Regions from separate parts of the Mus musculus genome. Here region 1 is linked to region 2. Evidence: chromatin contacts called from public ChIA-PET data. All regions are on one chromosome and are shown on one strand. The core of a region is the stretch at or near the end of the contact, and the rest is flanking DNA. Distances in the headings are between cores, read along the strand shown. Region 1 overlaps Gm41331 (a long non-coding RNA gene). Region 2 overlaps Nsmce2 (NSE2/MMS21 homolog, SMC5-SMC6 complex SUMO ligase).

What was found. ChIA-PET counts read pairs in DNA pulled down with a chosen protein or histone mark.
Region 1: an RNA polymerase II ChIA-PET map of memory CD8 T cells shows a contact between it and region 2, with 5 read pairs. The contact joins two enhancer-like sites. A contact is called at or near these places in 2 of 115 datasets of contacts at active chromatin or transcription factors (memory CD8 T cells and pancreatic cancer cells).

The regions. Positions count from the first base shown.
Region 1 is chr15:60,184,503-60,189,927 of GRCm38.p6, reverse strand. Gm41331 (a long non-coding RNA gene) reads right to left here. Exons shown (of 3, transcript XR_875373.2): 3 at 2,625-2,820. Among named protein-coding and RNA genes, the nearest start is that of Gm41331, 45 kb to the right of the region's middle. Within about 2 kb of position 2,722, at least 36 of the 459 cell types and tissues checked have an H3K27ac peak or open chromatin away from gene starts, as enhancers often do. A contact at or near this core is called in memory CD8 T cells, where this site is marked.
Region 2 is chr15:59,535,985-59,541,091 of GRCm38.p6, reverse strand. The region is part of intron 4 of Nsmce2 (NSE2/MMS21 homolog, SMC5-SMC6 complex SUMO ligase); the gene reads right to left. Among named protein-coding and RNA genes, the nearest start is that of Gm36677, 80 kb to the left of the region's middle. Within about 2 kb of position 2,446, at least 47 of the 459 cell types and tissues checked have an H3K27ac peak or open chromatin away from gene starts, as enhancers often do. A contact at or near this core is called in memory CD8 T cells, where this site is marked.

The DNA of each region.
Region 1 (5,425 bases), core at 1,473-3,972, 650 kb before region 2:
CCCAGGTCCCTCCCTCCCTTCCTACTTGTGATCTTTTTCCTCTCCCTCCCAAGTGGGATTGAGGCATCCTCACTTAGGCCCTTTACCTTGTTGACCTTTTTGAGTTCTGTGGACTGTATTCTGTACTTTTTTGGCTAATACCCACTTATTACATGCCATGTGTACATGCCATGTGTGTTCTTTTGGGTCTGAGTTACCACACTCAGGATGATATTTTCTAGTTCCAACCATTTGCCTGTAAAACTCAGGATGTCCTTGTTCTTAGAGCATACCTCCTTAAGGTTATGCCAGTTCACCCTATAACAATAGGGGCTTTGCCATCAGCAAGCAACTTAGAGTTTCAATGAGGGTCTGGAAACTCAACATTTAGCTCTTTAGAAAATTAACAAGAAAAAAAGTGAAACCTTAGTTTATAAGTCTTCATTCTATAGCCAGATTTATAAGGGAACAGAAAAATGAATAAACTAGTAAGACTCAATAACTTAGAAAAGATGAAAGATAGGGTATCCATTGAAATTTAGACTTTGTTTGCTAGAGTGAAAGGGAGGAGTACATGAGGGCTTACATATTCAACAGTCACATGCAGTTTATAAAAGGTTCAAAGTATTTCACACATAAGTGCACAGAAATAGAATCTAAGAACCCAAAAGACTCAGCCATTGTCTCTGCTGAAACACAGTATGTCTTCCTAAAAGCTCATCCACTTTTTAATCAAAAACAATGTCAAGAAAGATTATTCTTGATCACTTGATCAGCGATCCAGGCGCTTTCATTAAATTTACTGTCTGTTCACACAAGCATAGCAGGTGGGTCTTCCCACAGTTTGTTTTTCTCCTGGAAGACACCACAGAGAATCTCAAAATGCCATAACATCAAGTGTAGCCCAGGGTATATGACATGGTCCTTCTCTGCCAAGCTATCCAGCAATTTTCCTTTGTTGAAAATGCAGCTCCCTGTTTTGCAGCTCATCATAAAGGTGTCATAGAGCAACAAGAGTAAAACAAACTAGCCAAAAAAAAAAAATCTATCTACCCATCAAGATGGAACTGTTGACATTTTTCAGAAATGGGTAACATGAACAGTTTTTAAGCCAGCTGACAGACACATTTAGTAGCTCTAATTCCTTACAAAACAAAGTCTATCGAAAATAAAATATTTATGGAAGATATATATAAACACAATGTTTAAAGAATTTCTTGAGAGAAGGATGTTTAGTATTTCTAATTTATGAAAATAAATCTATGTAAGTATCACATAGAAAACATGTTAGATATACTACAAACCTTCTAATACATTACATGTCATATATATATATATACATACATACATAATATCACTAAAATTTCCCTCCAACTGTATCAAGATTCCCACATAAATAGGTTCCTATATCAGGAGTTAATTTTAAGCATCAAGATTTCGAAGATCAGTGGCATGAGTCCTGAAAACAAAAACAAAACAAAAACAAAAACAAAAAAATCAGTCTAAGATGTATAATATTCAAGTTAAATAATCTTACAACCATGGTAATGTTCAAAAAGTAATTAAAATGTTATAACACTAACACTGTTGTCTTACAGTAAACAAAGTTGCAGGAGTCTGATGCAGAAAGCTCTATCACGGGCAGTAGAAACGCTTACCATCATCTTCATCTTTCTCATGCAGAGTACAATGTTTAAAACATTCACATTACCAATGTTTACTCATACAAATCTAACATACTGCCTGTGAACGTCTTTGGATTTGACAATATTTCCCGTGTGACTCATTGCAGCACTTGAAATAACCAGCACCATTTCTAACTCCTTTTCCAGTGAAAGGGAAAAAACCTTCATGATTTTCGAGGGGTCTTTTGGAAATGTGACTAATTTTAGGGGGCTAATGAAACTAATCAAATGATGTTCTTGACACAAGTATCAGTTGATTTGCTATGGGTCACTAGATACCAACCCCCTCATCTCTCTGTACTTTTCCCATTCTTTGCTTGGCCAGTTAAAGTAAAGCTGCTTCCTCTATGTGCATAACTGCATACCAACACTTCCTGCCAATATTTTCCCATTAACTCAGAACTTAGTTGTTGCGGGCAGACCAGCGGCTCATGAGGAATGGTATGGCTGAGATGGCAGGCTCGAGCTGAAAGAAAGGAACTAGATGGATGGGAAAGAGAACAGAGCTGAGACAATTGGGTTCTGATCAAAGCTCAATTTTACTAATTCGTGCATCAAGTTATGAAGGAGGGGGAAGGGGCTAATTCCCACCAAATAATCCTGGGGTCCAGTTGCAGGGTGACCACATGTATGGCTCCAGAACAGCAAGACAGCAGGCTCCAGCAGTGGGTGTGGCAGAACGATTGAGCGGCAGGCTCCACCCTGATGCAAACAGTGAAACCTGAGCAAACAGGTTTCAGGCTGAGGGGGTGGGGGAGGTTACACTTAGTGGTATTTCCTGTGCTTTAGTAACACCCTCACCTCCACCTCTCACTTCCCTACTTCTTTAAAAGACCAAGCAAGAGGCTGTGTATGTATAAAATTTTGCTCGCCCATCCTTTCCATGAAACATTTGTGATTTAAGCTTTAAGAATCTTTGTGGGATGATTCTCCCCTCTTCCCATTGCAATAGACTTCTTAATAAAATGTTTTCAAGTTCCTGTCCAGATTGGATGACTTACTATAGTGGTAATGGTGCCATGATTTGAACAAAATTCTGGCTGCCCCTCAACTGTTGTTTTTCTTCAACTTGCTGTGATTGGACAGTATGCTGACTTCCAGCCTGCTCTCTTCAGGCAAGTGGTGGTGCTGTCTCGTTAAACTCTTTGAAACCTGACTTGGAAAGCAAAATCAAAAATGGTGAGTACCCTCCCAATTCCAATAACCCAGTATTATACACATTTTTTTTTTTTTGGTATCTCTCTAAGTCTACTTGTTTTTTCCTCAATTTCATCGTTTTCTACTATTTCTCTAAATCCTTCTACATTTTTTTAAAACATATGATTAAACTTCATGAATCCTTCTGAGGAAACCATACTTCAGTTTCAGGTCCACGGCTCCTAGCACTGGCAGGCATTTCTTTCACTGTCTAGGTAAACTTTCAATCATCTCTTACCCCACACATCCCGGACTTTGGGCACATGCTCTTGAGAGAACTTGGCATCTTCCTAAACTGTCTCATTCTGTGAGACTTCTTGATTTCATACCTCTGAGATCTCATCCGAGTAGCACACAGCCTTTCCTCCATCCACTTACTTTTTGCAGATGCAAAGCATGTTATTCCTTTAAAAAGTTTTTCAGAGGCAGCATCAGAGACCATCTTTCTTCCCCAGTGTCTCTTATCCTAAGACATTCCCATAACCTATTCTAACTCCAATCTTTCTACCCTCCTCAGTCTTTACTTACGTGACGTGAGTCCTTCAATCTCCTCAACTTCTACACCCCTACCCACTCTACTCCTTTGCCTCCAATTTTCAGATCTCACTTTGTCATTTAATTTCTTATGCTTTCTTGTAATTCTCTCTTACGTTACTGATGACTCTGCGTGAGTTTAGGGACACCAGTACACTAATAATAACAGTATCAGACCAAAAAGTCTAAATAACAGCAAACTAAATGTTTATCCACAAGAACAGGCCTGACAGACACCAGATAATAGCCACGGTCTCTCCTCTCGCCTCCCTTGCTTGCTTTAGCCCACAGGCTTTACAGAATTATATATCAGGTCAAAGGTCAACATAAAGCTGTACTACAGCAATAATAATGAAAAAGCTTCAGCTTTTATATCAAGCTTCGATTTACCCCTCTTCCAAAACCATAATCTTCGTAAAAATGAAAAACACAGGCAATGGGGTCCCATTCTTTTCTATAAACCAATGAGCTTTATATTTCTGTGATAATGCTTCAACTATGGCTAAAATTTAAAACTGGAAGATGTTAAGCTATTTATGTCTCTGTCTGTATATGTATGTATACATTCATGAATGTGTGTGCCTGTAAAGACTGTGTTTGTGCAATATTTTCTTACATCCAGATGGTATTACCACATTCAATTATAAAATCCCTTAAAGGAGCTCGTTTTGGATTGACTTGGGGGCTAAATAAATGCCCATAAAAATTAAGAAATCAAAGGTTTTATATGACCCATGTAAAAGCAGTGTTATTATAAAGACTTTAATAAAATGTTTTAAAACTCAAACTCACATGCTTCAGGTGCGTCTTTAGCTAATGGGAGTAATTTGATATGATGGCATTGTAACTACAACGAGGTCTTCTGAATTGTCAGCAAGGCAAGCATAGATTATTTCATTTGGGTGTTTCTTCCTTGTGCCAACATGCTTAATATGTTTTCTTGATATATGTATATATTATATATATAGATAATCTCCTTGGTATATGCTAACTACATGTTTGATATTTACGACATATGATGGCTCATGACTATTACATCTGAAATCTTTTTCTGTGAAAATTATGCTTATCTATTTCATAAGTTAGATGCCATATGCACTCTTCTTTGAAAAATAGAATTAATCTTTCCATGCATGTATATTTAGCCTAAACCTTTTGAATTGACTGTAAGTGTCAGACATATTTCCCCATCAATTGCATTATTTTGTGGTTAACTTTCATCAGGTCTTTTACTTTTCAAACTTTTAAAGTAATGGCAAGCACAGACTTTATAACTCTGCCTTCTCTAGTTGATTGTGTTTATACTCTGACACCTCCTAACTATCACCAGCAAATTAGGGCAGGGGGCTTTATCAGCAACAAAATAGAACTATCCCAGATACCCACAGAAAAAGATCATGCCAGAAGCCTCTGATGGTGCTTCATAAATTATCATGGGCCATAGCAATGTAAGAGTTGAGATTCCCACACCTCTGTAGTTGAAAAGATACTGTAGGTACATGACTGCTCATCAAAGATTAAGGAGAATAAGAATTAATCATGGAGGACAGGTTGACTGATGAGTGGCTAAAGAATTTCTCTCCAATGGCAGTAGTGCTTTGATCCTCTATTTTTTTCAGTGAAAGGAATATCTTTGGCTCTAGTTATTTGTCACTCAGTATATTTCTATAGACTTTGCTCATCTCTTATTACGGACATGAAAATTCTATTTCTTCCTCCTCAACTCACCCTTTCATATTTCAGAAATTCTTCCTGAGTTTTCTTTTTTTTTTTCCATTTTTTATTAGGTATTTAGCTCATTTACATTTCCAATGCTATACCAAAAGTCCCCCATATCCACCCACTCCCACTCCCCTGCCAACCCACTCCCCCTTTTTGGCCCTGGTGTTCCCCTGTACTGGGGCATATAAAGTTTGCAAGTCCAATGGGCCTCTCTTTCCAGTGATGGCCGACTAGGCCATCTTTTGATATATATGCAGCTAGAGTCAAGAGCTCCGGGGTACTGGTTAGTTCATAATGTTGTTCCACCT
Region 2 (5,107 bases), core at 1,197-3,696:
GAATCCCCGGTCATGCTTGATAGTAAGCCATTTAATTCATTTGAAAGAAACAATGTATTTATCTTAAATTCTGTGCACAGCCCTGTGTGGGTATGCAGGCGGGGATCCCCTAAGCAGGAGTTACAGGCGACAACAGAGTGAGATGTCTGACAACGGGAACCAAACCCAGAGCCTCTGCAAGAGCAATGTTTGCTCTCCTTTTAACTCTTCAAAGAGCCTTGCCCAGTTTTATGGGTGAGCAAAGTACCGTGAGGACAGGGTAGCTCCTAGAGCTACCTGGAGACTGAAGTGTAGCATCGGAAGCTCGGACTCAGACAGAACACTTGATTTCAACTGCTGGTTCCCACACTCACAACAGCTTTCTTAATCCCACCCCAGGTTTCCTCCTATCTGTGAAATGGGCATATTAATAGAACACTCTCAGAGGGCTGAGGTAAGCGTGAGTGAACCAACTTATAAAGGAGCTTGCAACAGTGCCTGGCATCCAGTCAGCATTAGTTTTGCAATTACCTGACTTCAAAGGCCAGGCTACTTCTTCCACATCAAGGGTTAATATTACAAAGCATTTGCATTCATATTCCGATACATGGCATAATTGCTTTACTTATTGGAAGCAATCAACGAAGTCTCCTAATTAAGGCATCCCACCCTCATTTTCACCGTGTGTCACTCTGGAAGGAATACTTTTATGAACAAGACACAGCGAATATAAAATTTCCCTAAACTGAGAAAAAGAGTTTCTACTAGGAAATAGACTAAGCTGCCAGACTCAGGGCATGGTCTACCCAAGGAGGTCACTTAGGGGCAGATGAAAGGATTGCTCCTACGAGAGTCTGGTGGTGGGGAGGAATGGGTGAGGGAAGGTCGGGGCTTTGCTGACTTGAGAGCTCCCCTCTAGACAGCATCTGTGAGAGGAGTGCAGCGTTAGTCACGGCACTGCACACACTCACCTTAGCTGGAAAGCACACAAGTCAGAATGGAGCAAGCAGCTGTTAATAGTGTGTGTGTGTGTGTGAGAGAGAGAGAGAGAGAGAGAGAGATATTGATTGATTTTAGAACCCTTATAGAACAGTGGTCCAGGAAAATGATAAGTTCATTGAGCCAGTGACTGTAGATAACAATGCTTGCAGAAAGGAAATAAGATACGCAGGCTCTAAACACACACACACACATACACACACACACACACACACACATTTTTTTTTAAAGTTTTTTTTTGTTGTTGTTGTTGTTTTTGTTTGTTTGTTTTTTCGAGACAGGGTTTCTCTGTGTAGCCCTGGCTGTCCTGGAACTCACTCTGTAGACCAGGCTGGCCTCGAACTTAGAAATCCACTTGCCTCTGCCTCCCAAGTGCTGAGATTAAAGGCATGTGCCACCACTGCCCGGCAACATATTCTTATTTTCCATATGAAATAAGAAAATCAGTACAGGTAACATTCCTTTTTTATTTCAATTTTGTAATAGAAAACAACAAGCAAAATTTCCAATGCATTTTTGTTCCACAGAAGTACATTTGATTCTTTTGTTACAGGAACAAATGAATCCGCTTTTCCTCGGCCATCATCCCCTCCTGTGTGGGACTATGAAGGCAAGGAGCTTAAAGCTTTCTGTAAAAACTGCTGCAAGGAAACTCAGAATCCAATGGAAAATAAGCTCGGCCACAGCCAAACCTGTCAGCTGGCTTCCTAACGTGGGCAAGTTCTTGCTGTACAGCCCTCTCCACTCCTATACCTCCTCCCCACCATTCCTCATAGGACTTGTGGGAGCAGGGAGCCACTACATTCACTATGTCAGGTCACAGACAGATGAGTGTTAAGCTAAGGGCACACTGGATACGGCTGGGATGCACGAAGTTTCATTACAGCTCACTTGAAGGTTGACCTTGTCATGTCAGAGGGCTATGGAAAAAATGAGCCCGGAGCCTATGCACAGCTATTCGCACGATCTTAGCAAACGGTCCAGTCAACAAGCACTTGCCATCCTTTATTTTTCTGTTACTTGAGGGCTAGTCACTTTAAAAATCAGAACCAAACCACAATTGCTACTAACCTACCAATGATTCCTATCTAGTTCCTCTGTAACAGTCCTGAAGGCACATGGGCCAGGGTTAGCCAGTCGTCCAGGATCTTTAGTAGCCACAATGTGCTTGCTTCACCCAGAGCAGTGTTTCAAAAAGTGTCAAAAGAGAACTCACGAAGGCTTAAACCAGCTTAAGGGTCTGAGGTTGTTGCCTCCCGTTACTCTGGGGTGGCAGAATTCAATTCCTGCCAATCAACCTAGTTATTCTTTGGAACCACTCCCCAGCCGAGCCACAGGCCCACAGTAAGATGAGGAGCAGATAAGGCAGAGGTAGAAACTAAGAAGGGCGGAACTAGCCATAGCCACTCTTCCTTTCTCTTTTCTCCTTGGTCCCCTGCAGGCCCTCAGCAAACAGTGCCGAATGCAGTCAGGAATGCACAGCACACAGGAAGCTTAGCACTGGTGAGGCTCTCTCTGTGCCAGTGAGGACCACTGGTCTCCTGTGAAGTTATTTGTCCTGGGGAGCTTTCAAAGCTGTCCTGAGACTCTTTCTAGGGAAAGCATCTTTGGAGTTTGGTTTGAGATACTTTTTTCCTCCACCAGCCCCTCCTCACTTTGTACATATCTAGGGCTGGTGAATCTCACACTTCCAAGCTCACACGGAGCTTTCCTTGACAGAAACAACTGTGAGCAGACTAGGAGCTCCACAGAGACAGACGGTGTAGAAAACATCTGAGAACCAGACAGAAGTAAGGGCTAAAGAAGGGCAGTGCTTTTAACTGGGGACAAAGGACATGGAGGCAAACAAGTCAGAGAAGTGTTCTTTTCTCCCCTCTGCAGTCAGATCCTGATGTCATCACAGCAACAGGACAGTCAAGAAAGCCCAACCTATTTTAAGTGGTTTCAGGTGACAGATTATTGGCCCACACTGAGATACAGGGTGGTGGAGAAAAGGTTTCCTGTGCTATAAACCACCTTTAATCTCAACTGATAAAACCAGAAGGGATACACATTTCCATTTTCAAGTGTTTACCCAGTGACACCATACTGTGGATTTAGTCAAGTGCTGTCTGGATTATCCAGTAAATGTCACACAACAGCATTTTAGTAGTGCAGATAAAGAACACTGCAGATGAATTCATACTGCAAAACTAATGTCCCAGGTGAGTGTGTTATCTTCATCCCAAGTCATTTTACTTTGTAGTTTTTTTTTCAAGTATAATTTCATGAACGACATTTATCTGGTACAGAACTATGGTTTTGCTTCAGAATTACTGGTTAATCCAAGTAATATGCAGTGGTTTCTATATGAAAGTATGAGATTTAAACTTCTGCCTAGGTTAGTAATATAAACACCACAATATTAATCCATCAGAGAAATGCAAGGTAAAACAACGAGACACCACTTCACACCCACTACAATGGCTACAGTAAGAAGACAGGCAGTGACAAGTGCTGGCAAGGACGGGAAGCAATTGGAACCCTCAGACACTGCTGGTGGAAATGTAAAATGGCGCCCTCGCTGTGGGAAACAGCCTGGGAGTTCCTAAAAAGGATAAACATAGAGTTACCATATGACCCAGTAGTTGTGCTCTGAGATAAACACCACAAGAAGTGAAAATGAAAACGCACATCCACTGGTACACAAATGTTCAAGCAGCGTTATTCATCACAGGCAAAAGAGAAAAACAAGCAGAATGACCGCCAGCTCGTGAGTCAACAATGTGGCGTGTCCATACAATGGGTTAAAGGCATGAAGAGGAATGTGTGGACACATGCTTCCACATGGATGACACTGGAAAGCATCATGCCTAGTCAGGGAAGCCAGACACACCAGACCACACCAACACATTTGTATGCGATATCCAAATGGCACGTCTACAGAGATACAAAGTCCACTTGCAGCGGCTAGCGCTGGGGGGCCTGGAAGAAAACGGGAAGTGAATACTAACAGAGGGTTTCTTGTGATTGTTGTCAAGATGGTCGCACAGCTTTGAAGACTTGTAAAATTCACTCTGAACAGGTGAGTTGTATGTGGTTCTATCAAAGCTAAAGCGAAAGACTCACAGGACGTCAGATAAGAGAAAAGATGACTATGTGATGTAGGGTCCCAGCATCATTGTCTCCTGTCCGGCTCACTAGCTGCAGACCTAAGGGATGGGCTCCTTATCATGGTGGCCTGTCATGTTGAAGACATGAAGACCCTGTTTCTATCACTCACCTCTGTGAGCTGGATGAGTGCACTTTCCTCACTATGGCATTTAAAAGCATTTGTGTGACGCTTTGCACAGGGCAGATGCCCAGGCATCTTTTAGTGAACTGTTAAATGTCCAGCTCAAACTCAACTAAACTGTAAAACTGACTGACTTGACAGTCACGCTGTGCTATATGGGGGTGGGGAGGAGCTACTCAGACCCAACTCGAGGCCTTGAAAACCCAAGCAGTTTTGTTTGCAATAGGGTTCCTGCTCTTAAACTTCCCAGTCTGAATCTCTCCATATAAACTTCCTGGCTGGGGGTTTTCTGATGTGGATTAATGGACTAGATCCCAGAGAATTTAAGGTGAAATAGCACTCTATTTTCCTATTATTTAAGGTTAGAACCCTTACCCCCCAACCCTTGTGATGTTTGTCTCTCTGGTGTCTTAATTCCTGCATTGTAGCTTGATGCTTAGGAGGTCACAGATTTAAGTTCATAGTTGGATTCTGTCCCAGGCAGACAAAAGCTCCATGGGACAGAGTCTAACTGTGCCATTAAATCGCTGTTCAAACTCTGGCAAGTTGTTTGATGGCTCTTTATTTGTAAAATAAGAGCAATACACAGGGGTTGATATGAGCGCAAACAAACTTTGCATGGCACATAGGAGGCAGCTAAGTGCTCTGTGCTATAAGCTAGTGTAGAAGTAGAATGGCCTTCTATGGGAAGCCTTTGGGTCACTGAGGACACACCCACAGAGGACTGACTGCAGGACTTGGGTCTTTTCTGTCTCTCTCACTCCCTAGCCGCAGGCTGGAGTTTGCTCTGCCACACACTCTTACCATACGTGCTGCCTTGCAACAGTCCCTAAGCAACAGGGCTCAACAGTCACC